2 separate regions of the Muntiacus reevesi genome follow, and region 2 is linked to region 1. Evidence: chromatin contacts called from public Hi-C data. All regions are on one chromosome and are shown on one strand. The core of a region is the stretch at or near the end of the contact, and the rest is flanking DNA. Distances in the headings are between cores, read along the strand shown. Region 1 holds the start of IER2 (immediate early response 2). Region 2 holds the start of JUNB (JunB proto-oncogene, AP-1 transcription factor subunit).

What was found. Hi-C and Micro-C count contacts between places; a contact is called where the count stands out from the background.
Region 2: a Hi-C map of blood shows a contact between it and region 1, with 2.3 times the contacts expected there. The contact joins the promoter of JUNB here to the promoter of IER2 in region 1. A contact is called at or near these places in 2 of 3 Hi-C or Micro-C datasets (blood and muscle).

The regions. Positions count from the first base shown.
Region 1 is chr1:190,904,663-190,910,437 of mMunRee1.1, reverse strand. IER2 (immediate early response 2) reads left to right here and starts at 3,581. Exons shown (of 1, transcript XM_065917636.1): 1 at 3,581-5,775. The coding sequence starts at 4,379. The coding sequence ends at 5,053. It overlaps STX10 (syntaxin 10), which reads right to left and starts at 1,488. Exons shown (of 8, transcript XM_065932055.1): 1 at 1,353-1,488; 2 at 936-1,105; 3 at 674-768; 4 at 538-600. The coding sequence starts at 1,387.
Region 2 is chr1:191,206,545-191,212,319 of mMunRee1.1, reverse strand. JUNB (JunB proto-oncogene, AP-1 transcription factor subunit) reads left to right here and starts at 3,560. Exons shown (of 1, transcript XM_065917663.1): 1 at 3,560-5,394. The coding sequence starts at 3,858. The coding sequence ends at 4,901.

The DNA.
Region 1 (5,775 bases), core at 2,332-4,831:
AGGGATCCACTCAGGGGCCATGATCAGAGAGGCCATGTGCCTACACAGATTAAAAAAAAAAAAAAAGCACACGGACTTTCCTGGTGGTCCATGGTTAAGACTCCAAGCTCCCAATGCAGGGGCCACAGGGACAAGGGTTCGACCCCCGGTTGGGGAAACTAAGATCCCACGTGCTACTGGGCACGGCCCAAAAAAAGGAGAAAAAAAGAGAAGAAAAAAGGTAAACATATATCCTGGAAGCAATAACACAGAGAGCAAGAAAAGGAGACAGGCTGCCACACACAGAGAAAACCTGTGGAGTACAGACCCACAGGAGGGGGCAGAAGGGATGATACACACAGAGAGAAATCAGTTGTGCTCATCCAGAAAGAGCAGGTGGGTAGACAGCATGGAGACAACTGCACGAAGATGAGGACGGATGCAGAGGGGCAGACGCACGGGTCCCCAGGAAACAGGCGAATGCAGAGGGGCCAGGCTTGCACTCTGAGGCTCAACCCGAGACACAGCAGGTGAGGGCCCTGGGTGGGAATGCCTTACCTCCTTGTTATTCCTCTCCATGAAGGCTACGGCTGCCGGGCTGACCATATGATCTTTCATTTCCTACAGATAAGGACAGCATCAGAGAGTAAAAACACACCCCAACCCTCCTCACCCCATCGGGAACACTCTTCACCTGCACTGCTTCCCGCATCTTCTGCACAAACACTTTTCTCTCCTGAAGGTCTCCAGCTGGGAGCTTGAACTTGCCGGGGTTGGCTTCCACTATGCGTATGCGGCGAGTCAAGAGTCAAAGCCAGAGCCCGACAGAACGTGCGCCCTCCTTCGCCTCAAAGTCCTCAACACCTCCTAGGTGTGCAGCCTCCCCCAAGTGCTGGCTCTCAGCGCCCCCTGCCCCTGCAATGGACTCTCCCATGCCACCCACCCCCCCAGGATATCAATGGTTTCCTCCAGGTCTTCGAGGTCCCACTCGATGCTGCGCAGGCCATTCCGCAGCTCGTTGGTCGTCCAGTCCAGCTCCTCGTGTCCGACCACCGCGCTCTCCTGCAGGAGCTCACACCACCGCTGGTACAGCCCGCGGGCCGTGTTCACCGCCTTCTGCACCTCGCTGCGGGCAGGGGCACAGCGCGCGCGGCTGGCCGGGGGGAGAACGCGGTCCTCCCGCCCACCATTACGCCCCCAAACAGGTTGAGAGCTCAGGAGACCCTCATGTCCCCCTGCGGACCCCTCCCACATGGCCACAGGGCGATCCCGACGGCGGTGCCCAGAATGCCTGACATGCACCGGCTGGCACGCGGGCACTAGTTGGCAAGGGGACACAATATCCCGTGTCCTGCCGCATCGCTGTCACTCACCCTCGGACTACAAAAAAAGGATCTTCGAGAGACATGTCACGCCCCCCACCCTCCCGAGGCCGAATCCCCTCCCTTCTCGGCCTCGGAAGCTAATTCCCTCCAAGAGGTGAGGGACGCGCCGTCACCCCGCCCCCGGTCACGTGACCCGTGCCACCATCGAGAGCGGGGCCGCCAGGGGAGAAAGAGTGGCCCTCGACCCGAAGTGCGGAAACATCCGCTCTCTCTTCAGTCATCTTGGTTGTGGGCAGAGACGGTTTCCTGTCTGCAAGAACCGCCCCTTCGTTCTCGGTCCCCAGCAGTGTCCTAGTTCTATCTCACTGGGTTCCACTCAAGAGCTCCGAATCCCTCGGTTCGAGACCCAGCCCCTCGGATTGTTGCTGCGCAACCTCAGTTTTCCCTTCCGAGCAATGTACATAATGTCTCCTTCAAAACAGGCGAGATTATGGCTGGGGAAGGGGCTCATTCATTTGTGGGCCGTCGTTATGGACTCCTTGAGCCTGTACCCAAATCCTGTCCTAGGAGATGGGAGATGGTCCCAGGCCAGGGTCGTGGAGTGGCAGGTTTGGGGGCAGGGTGAAGTGCGGGCATTCTATATGAAGTTCTGAGGGAGACTCTCCCCTCATCTTTTTTTCCTGCGGAGGAGGGAAGCCTCGAGATCGCCCTGGGGCGGGTTGGTCCTGAATAGGGGCCCTAGAGAAGCTTCGAGGGGTGGTGGTGGTGAGGTCTTTCTGGGTGCGACCCTTGGGGTCGCCGGAAGGGGTGCGGTGGTGGTTCTGAGAATGGTCTGCAGGAAGTCCTCAGCGTGTGAAGAGGGACCGGGAAAGTCTGGAGAGGGACACATAGGATTGCCACCTATGTGACAGAGCCCTTCTATGTGGGGTCGCTGGGAAAATCAGTTTTTTTATAGGAGGGAAGCAGCTGTCTCCTGTGTAGGGTCCGGATTTCTGGAGCGGGACGTCTGAAGTCCTTGGAGGGTTGCCCCTGTTGTGCGTCAGAGAGAGCATCAGAGCTGGAGATGTCGTTGTGAAGTTTCAGGGAAGGAAGGGACAAGAAATGGGGGCGTCCTCAGCAGGTTGCTGTAATATGTGGAAGGATCGCTGTGGAATGGAGACAGTTTGGGGAGAATTCTTATAGACGAGAGAATACTTGCTGAATTTCCCTGTGCCGGGGTTGGGTGTTGGAGGATCTGAGCATGCTCCAAAGGTGCAGATCAGAGTTTGGTGGAGGTGCAGAAATAGTTGAAAGGGGGGTCTGGGAGGGTTTCCATGGGAGGGGTGGCGAGGACAGGAATGTAGTGACCCTTAGGTCCTTAGGGAGTTGCTACTTGTGTTGGCAAGGTCTGTGTGTGTAGGTCTCTGGGAGATGGCTTCAGTGCAAGCCCGCTGGCAGGGTACTTTCCCGGAGAGGTGTCACACCTTTCTGGCCTCCGGAGGGAAAGAAGCAAAACTTTCCTCTCACTCTCCGCCGACCCCGCTGCACGAGGCTCCGGAAACCGGGGGCTCCAGCCAGCTCTAGCTGCCGGTAGAGGGAGAGCGGAGGGGCGTGCGGGGAGGCTAAGGCACCACCCCCGCTCATCCGGAAGAGGCCGGCTACGGTCACGTACCCGCGATCCTGGCCCTTGTCCTTATAAGGGCATCCGGAAGCGGCTCGCTCTTGCCCTACGTCACTACTTCCAAATTTAGTTGTGGAAGTATGGCTGACAGAGTGGCGGGAAGGTTCGCGCACCCGTGTGGAGGGGGCGGGGGAGCTTGCCCTTAAAGGGCCCACACCACGAATGAAGGGAGCTGTTCGAACAATTCCGCGGGTTTTGAAGAACTGGAAATATATCTTGAAACCTTAGTGCGTAGCAGAAGGTGGGGCCGCTGTTTTCTATCCATCTGCTCTATCTCTGCCTTGCTCAGTTTCCAAGTCCTAATCCAACTCCGCCTCCCCGGGAGCAGAGGCGGAGCTCGGCTGCGTCCTTTGGGGGGCCACAGCCACGTGCTCACTCTGGCTGTGTTGCTGCCGGGTCCTCCGCCTTAGGGTATGGACGCCCACGGTGGATTTCGTGCGGAGGGAAACTGAGAGGGATGTTCGATGCGGAGCACAGAGACAGTAGCTTGGGCTGCGCTCCTGTCTGCAGACATCCACCTCCTGTGGAGTGGGCAACTTTGCCCTAGAGCCAGCCAGTGTGTCCCGCCTTCTTACCGTCTCCAAACAAGGGGAGTGAGGAGGGTGGGCGGACGCTGGCAAGACAGGCGTGCTGGAGGCTCCCCTGGTCCCCTTTCACCGCAGTGACTCAAGTATTCGTTTAGCAAATATTGGACGAATCGCTGTGCCTCGGTGTCCCCGCCTAAAGAAATAAAATACAACTAGCCCTCCATGAAGTGCAAGTGAGAGATCAATGAGATGTTTATGAGAGGAAAGCCTTTAGCGCCTGGCACTTAGCAAGTGCTTAATAATTGTCAGCACCATTATTGATTAAAAAAACCCACAAACATTAATTAGGCTCCTGGTAGATGGTAGACAGTTCCCACCGGGGCTCTACCGTTTGGAACCCAAGTTTTCTCGGGTCCGAAGGGAAACGTGCAGCCTACGACCCGCTGGGGTCTCCAGACACAACCGGTGGGGGGCCCTGAGCCCCATCCACGGCCCCCCTCTCCGGGGCCTTCGCGCGGGTTCAGTGAGCGGCCCTGAGAAAGCAGACCATCCTGAGAGTTCAGCTTGGATGGGGGGACGCTTCTCAGGAGTTCGGGTCCCTTTTCTTCTCTCAGTAAATTCCACCCTGTCGCTTTAAGGAGTCTCTCGCCGAGGCGTCGCGGAAAGCCCGGATGCGGCTCTCTGGTTGGGCGGGGCGTCTCGGTGACTTCACTCCGGGTACAAAAGGGTCCGGGTGGCGGGCGCCGGGGCAGAGCGTCCTGGTAGTGTCTCCGCGTGGCTTGTCCTGCTGAGAGTGGCGTGAACGAGCGCGTTGTCCGAAGTGCACCTGCCACCTGCCGTGCCCAGCCGGGAGTCCCTGCCGCCCTCGCCGTCGCCGTCGAGCAGCTATGGAAGTGCAGAAAGAGGCGCAACGGATCATGACCCTGTCGGTGTGGAAGATGTACCATTCGCGAATGCAGCGCGGTGGCCTGCGGCTGCACCGGAGCCTGCAGCTGTCGCTGGTAATGCGCAGCGCCCGGGAGCTCTACCTCTCGGCCAAGGTGGGAGTCCACGAACCCGAGGTGTCCTCGCCGCCCGTCCGCTCCCCTGACCCTCGCCTGCACCCTCCTCGGGAAGCTGAAGCCGCAGCCAAGGCAGCTCCCGGGGACGGTGAGCAGCCCTCTCCGGAACCCATGGACACGCAGGAGGCACCGAGAGCCGAGGAGGCCCCCGCCCGCTGTGTCCAGCGCCCCGCCAAAATCAGCCGAAAGCGGCGGAGCAGCAGCCTTAGCGATGGTGCGGACGCCGCTCTGGTTCCGAGCAAGAAAGCCCGCTTAGAAGAAGAGGAGGAGGAGGAAGGGGCCTCTTCGGAGGCCCTTGATCGCCTGCAGCCCCCTCCGGCGCAAGCGGAGGGCGCCTTCCCCAACCTGGCGCGCGTCCTGCAGAGGCGCTTCTCCGGCCTCCTGAACTGCAGTCCCGCTGCCAGCTCTCCGACGGCGTCCCCGGCATGCGAGGCGAAGCCGGCTTGCCGCCCGGCGGACAACATGCTCAACGTGCTGGTGCGGGCCGTGGTGGCTTTCTGAGGGTTCCTGAGCGGCGCTACCGGACCCCATAGCGCGGGCCGAACCGTCGGCCAGAGTACGCAGACCCGAGGCGAGGCCCACCCCCGGGGGAGCGCTCGCCCAAGCCGTGGAGAGGAGCCGTCGCCCGGGCTGCCCAGAGGCCCCGAGAGGGACTCTGCCCCCGGGGAGCCATCGCTACCTGTGTGCAGCAGCGACGCCAAGGAGCTTGAGCCGGGGGCGCGGGCGCCTTCCCGCCAGACCTGCTGCTCCCATCGGTGCTGTTTTAACGGACTGGGAGGTGAACCTCACCGACTCCTTCTGGAACTGGGAGAAGGGAGGCTTGGTTCTTGAAACTCCTCAGGGTCGGACCTTTTTTTTTTAACTGGGAGCTATGCTGCCCTTTCAGTAAGGTTTTTCAATCGTTGGTGTTTGCGTTTCCAACTTCAGAGAATTCCAGGCACTCCCCTTCCCCCTCCTGTGACATACTTGTGCAAGCGGTCATCGTTGCGTCATGGGGCAGACTTGGGGAGCTTCCTGCTGCCTTGCGTGGGTGGGGGCCGGGAGGAGGACCTGGGGTGTGGACCGCCCTGGGGAATGGGAGGAGGGCGGCCTGAGTCACTGCGCCTTCTACTGCCCGAAGCCCCTACGCCTCCGGAGGTAGAGGGCTGATCTAATTTCATTTTAAAATTTTTTCTCATCTGGTGCGTTAGAGGTGGGGATGTTATTCACCGTCTCAAGCTTGA
Region 2 (5,775 bases), core at 2,311-4,810, 300 kb before region 1:
GGCATGAGGGGGTGGTGCCCAGGCCACAGGGTGAGACTGGCAGGGGCCTGGAACCGGCTGTACCAGCTCAGCTGGGCCCCCGCCCTCCCTCCTGGCCCAATCCCCACCCCCTGCTCAAACACTCGTGCAGAGAGCATGCTGGTCTTGCCCCCAAACACACCAGCACCCCTCTGTCCTGTTCCCAACCCCCATAAAGGGGACCCTTTATGAAAGGGCCTGCAGAGCTTAGCATACAGTTGGGTACTGCATACATGTCTCTCTGATTGTGATTATCTGCACAAAAGTGGCTACCACTCTGGAACCAGACAGCTCAGGTTTTAGGTCAACCCCAGGGCTTTGAGCTATGGGACATGAGGCAAGTTCCTAACCTTGCTGTGCCTAAGTTTTCTAGTCTCTTAAAGGGGGCTAATCGCAAATAGCATACATTTCGCTGGGTTGTTGGAAGCAGGCAATGAGTTATTCTATGTGAACCACTTAGAAGAGTGCCTGGTCTATGGTAACAGCCATATCTGTGTGTGTGTTAGTCACTCAGTGGTGTCTGACTCTTTGGGACCCCATGGACTGTAGCCCGCCAGGCTCCTCTGTCCATGGAATTCTCCAGGCAAGAATACTGCAGTGGGTTGCCATTTCCTTCTCCTGGGAAGAGCCATATAAGTGTTAGCTATTAAAATAATAATTATTTCTCTGTCTGCTTAAGTGTCTCTGAGTCGTGCTGTCTGTCTGCATGACTCCAACCCTGCAGCTCTCCCTGCCCAAACCCCCACCCCCATACATCCATTTTTCCTTGCTGGGTCCTTGGCCTCCATCTCTACCCTCATTGGGACAGTCTCACCTCTCTCCAGGACTCCCCTGGCATGGCCAGCCTCAGCACTGGTCAGGGCTGACTCACTGTGGCCTCCTGGCCCGTGGGACCTGCAGGTTGGCTTCCTGAGATGCTGCCCTCTGGTCAGACCTGCCCAGCCCCCCAACGCTGCCCGCTGCACCCCCGCAGGGCCCAGCCAGATGTCAGCTGCAGTTATTAGCATGGGCGGGAGACACAGACCTGGCAGCGTGCCTGCCAGACTCAGCGGCCACTGGAATCTCCCTTGAGCCTCGGGCAGGGGAGGGGAGCAGTTCAAGCAAGGGAGGAGGGGAGGGGGGACCCAAGGGTCACAAGGACCCTCCAGAGATGGGGACACCCCCAGCTTCTCGTGGGACCTTCCTCCCCAACGCGCCACTGCTCTGCTGGACTTCCCCAGCCCCCGCAGAGCTGTTTCTCTTTTGCCTTCTTTCGTTTTGCTTCTCTCCTCCACACTTGGTGAACTCTGTGCTTGACCTGTAAAGGTTGGCTAGCCCCTCTCCCCCAGCCTCTCTCTGCCCTAAAGAAACTTCCAGCTATCTCCCCAAAGATAGAGGCTTCACTCTCTGAGAGCCTGAGCTCATCTTTGGTTCTAGAGGCTGGTATCCTATCTGCTTGAAAGTTCCACTTTAAGTCTAAATCGAAGCCTCACCATCTAAACCTTCACTTATTCCTGGGGAAGGGGCTCTGAAAGTGTTCCCTCAGATGAGGGCGACACCTAGGGTGAGGGAATGGATCCCCCTTTAGGTATTCTGGATGGTGAGGAGCCCCCATACTAAAACAGGAGTAGGGCCCCTCACCCACATGAGTGAAGGAGGGGCCACCGCAGCCCCTACAGATGTATGTGCCAGACCTCCTGGCAGAAAGTAAGGGCACCCGGCTAGAGGTAAGAGGCAGCCGTGTCAGCCCGCCCAGGCGCCGGGGTCGCCTCGAGGCATTGGCCCGCCCCCTCTTCGCCCGTCGGGCTGGGGGCGAAGTCCGACCCAGGCCCGCGGGCAGGCGGGGACCTGCCAGGCTGGGTCGGGCCAGGCAGGGCCTGGCAGGACGCGGCCTCAGAGCGGCTGGGTGGGGCCGGGCCAGGCGGCCGTGGGGGCCCCGGGGGCGGCGGCCGGGGCTGGTCGGGACTAGCCGTCCGGGGGCCCGGGCGTGCCCTGGGACCTGGCAGATACCGGGGCGGCCGGCTCCTGGCCTGGGCCCCGGGACAGTGCTAGCCCCACCCCTTCCTGTGCCCTTATATGGGCGTCGGGGCGAGACTCCGGGGGCCGTCCCGCCCCCAGTCCGGCCGGCGGACTCCCGCCTGTTGCCATGGCGACCAGACCCCGCTCCTTGGTGGGTCCCCCTCCCTCGGGCCGGTGGAATCGTCCGGGACTGCCAGCCTCCGCCATTCCCTGCGGGCTCCGAGGACTGAACCATTCCTGGGGTGGGAATCGGTGACTGGAGACCTCTGCAGCTGGGCTATTTCAGCGCCCCTGGCTTCCTCGGGGGTCGCCTGCTCAGGTTCCTCTTACGAGGCCCTGAACCCCGCCGGACACAGGGCGGGGCTCCTGGTCCCGTAGGATTCGAGTGACGGAGGCAGGGCCGGGCTCCGTCCCCCGGGGCTGTTGCCACACTTCCTGCCGCGGCGCTCTTTCCCCAGCCTGTTTCTAAGGAAGGAGTGGGGTTGGGCGACCGCGCCCCAGCCGTCGGGCTGGGTCTAGGCACCAGGAGCCGACACGGTGTCGGTCAACCTCAGGGTCACTAGGGGAGGGCTTTGGGGTGGGGAGTATACAGGCACCCACGAGAGGGGGAGCCGATCATGGAAGGTCCCGACCCCTCCTTCTCTCAGGTCTCAACTGGGGACCCTCTTAATATTATCTCAATTCTGAAAGGGTGCCTCGACCCTTCTAATTCTCTCCTTCACTGGGGCTTCGCAGATGACCCCAGTGACCCCCAACCTCTGACAGTATCCCAGTCTTCTACGCCACGTATTTTCCTTGCCTCAGTGTACCCCAGGATCCTCACTCACTTTATGCATTTCTAGTTTCTCTCAATTCCTTCCCCTTCCCGCGTGTGGGGGACTCTGTCTCTCTCCGGTGGGCTCCAGGACCCCGACTCATTTTTTGCATAGTGGACCCTCCAGCCTCTCCCAGGTGCACTTTTGATCGCTCTTACTTACCCGGGTTCAGCTCCTCCTGGGAAAATTCAGCCCCTCAACCCTTCTGTACTCTGGACCCCCACTCAGTTTCTGAGTCAGATGTCTCCTCCCCCGCTTCCCCATCTACCTTGCTTAACCTTCCTGTCTCTCCTTTGCGGGGTCTCTCAGTGTATTCTCAGCCCTCCAGCACCTCTGAAAGACTCCAGATCACTCAGGCCTTTCCGTGTGCATCCCGGGACCACCCCCTCCCCCCAACATACACACACTTGCTCAGTACCAATTCCTCGTATCCCTTGTATCGGTGAAATCATCACCCTCCCCGAAACCTCTCCCGGTGTGCCTCGGATCGCCCCAGCACCCCCTTCCTCACGCACCCTAGGGTCCTCTGGCCCCTCCCCCTGCAGGCGCTCCGAGCCACCCAGCCCGTGGCCGCTGTTTACAAGGACACGCGCTTCCTGACAATGACGCGAGCCGCCTCCTCCCCTTCCCCACGCTCCAGAAGGGGGGCGCGGGGGCCTGGCTCGGGCGACAGCCAATCAGAGCGCACTTCCGCGGCTGACAACCGGGGTATAAAGGCTTGTGGCTCTGGCGGAGCGGCCGGGACCTTGAGCACGGCCAGGCCAGCACCGGAGCCAGCAGGGAGCAGGGAGCAAGGGGGAAGCGACACCAAGAAAACGAGCGCGCCAGAGAGGGGCAGAGGGGCTCGAGAAGCCGCACAGAGCTTCCTCCTACAGCCTCCGACTGGCCTCTCCCGACCAGTGCCAGCCCTCAGGAACGTTCGTACAGACACCTGATACAGGCAGAGCCGCGGACTGCGCGCGGCTCCCTGCAGCGAGGCCCGGGGCGGCCCCGCAGGGACCCCCTCAGACCGCCCGGGCCGCCCGGATGTGCACTAAAATGGAACAGCCCTTCTACCACGACGACTCATACGCAGCGGCGGGATACGGCCGGACCCCGGGCGGCCTCTCTCTACACGACTACAAACTCCTGAAACCCAGCCTGGCGCTCAACCTGGCCGACCCCTACCGAAATCTCAAAGCACCCGGTGCGCGGGGTCCCGGCCCAGAGGGCAACGGCGGAGGCAGCTACTTTTCCAGCCAGGGTTCGGACACAGGCGCGTCGCTCAAGCTAGCCTCATCGGAGCTGGAGCGCCTGATCGTCCCCAACAGCAACGGCGTGATCACGACGACGCCCACGCCCCCGGGACAGTACTTTTACCCCCGCGGGGGTGGCAGCGGTGGAGGTGCGGGGGGCGCAGGGGGCGGTGTCACTGAGGAGCAGGAAGGTTTCGCCGACGGCTTTGTAAAAGCGCTGGACGACCTGCACAAGATGAACCACGTGACGCCCCCCAACGTGTCCCTGGGCGCCAGCGGGGGCCCCCCAGCCGGGCCCGGGAGCGTCTACGCTGGCCCGGAGCCGCCGCCAGTCTACACCAACCTCAGCAGCTATTCTCCGGCCTCTGCGCCCTCCGGAGGAGCCGGGGCCGCCGTCGGGACAGGGAGCTCCTACCCGACGGCCACCATCAGCTACCTCCCACACGCGCCGCCCTTCGCCGGCGGCCACCCGGCGCAGCTGGGCCTGGGCCGTGGCGCCTCCGCCTTCAAGGAGGAACCGCAGACCGTGCCTGAGGCGCGCAGCCGCGATGCCACGCCGCCGGTGTCCCCCATCAACATGGAAGACCAGGAGCGCATCAAAGTAGAGCGCAAGCGGCTGCGAAACCGGCTGGCGGCCACCAAGTGCCGGAAGCGGAAGCTGGAGCGCATCGCGCGCCTGGAGGACAAGGTGAAGACACTCAAGGCGGAGAACGCGGGGCTGTCCAGCACTGCCGGCCTCCTCCGGGAGCAGGTGGCCCAGCTCAAACAGAAGGTCATGACCCACGTCAGCAACGGCTGCCAACTGCTGCTTGGGGTCAAGGGACACGCCTTCTGAGCGCCCCCTTATCCCCCGTACGGACATTTCCCCAACCTGGACGGCTGGGCGCACGCCTCCCATGGGGCGAGGGGGCAGGCGGTGGGCACTGGCCCTGGGGCCTGAGGACGCTACAAACCACACTGGACTCCTGCTCGCCCGCTCTGCGCCCAGTCCTTCCACCTCAACGTTTACAAGCCCCCCTTCCACTATTTTTTTTTTTATTTTTTTTTCTGCAGAACTCAATTCATATTGAATATAATATATTTGTGTATTTAACAGGGAGGGGAGGAGGGGGCGATTGCGGCGGAGCTGGTTCCGCCGCCCGGTACTCTAGTCCTCGGGGATACTGGGGAGGGGACCCCCGCCCCCTGCCCTCCCCCCTCTGAACCGTACTGTGAAGAAACACGCAGTCGGTTTCTAAAGGATTTATTTTAAGCTTTGTTTATGTGTGAGTTCGTTTATTGTCCTTTTTATTGAATCTATTTAAGTAAAAAAAAAAGTTCTTTATTAATTTCTGTTGTCTTTTTTTTCAAGCCGGGCGGGCGGAGGGAGGGGAGTACTGGACAGCCCCCACCCCACGGCTGTTTGTGGCTTGATCCTGTAGCCTTGTCAACCTCGCCAGTTCTGTTCAGGCATCTTGCGTCCTCAGCCCGGGTATCCAACCCTTCTCGCGTCTCCTGATCTCCCGGATTGAAAGGTCCAGGGTGGGTACACAGTCCAGCCACCCCCCCACCCCACCCCCGGCGCCAGGGGACAGGATGCCTGGGGCGAAACGCTCAGCGCGCAGGCGCGGCACCGCCCAGCCGCGCGCTCCGGGGCTTTCCCCGCTGACGCTGCGGAAGCGCTGTCCAAACATGGGCCGATTCTGCCCAGTGACGCGACAGCGGTCTCC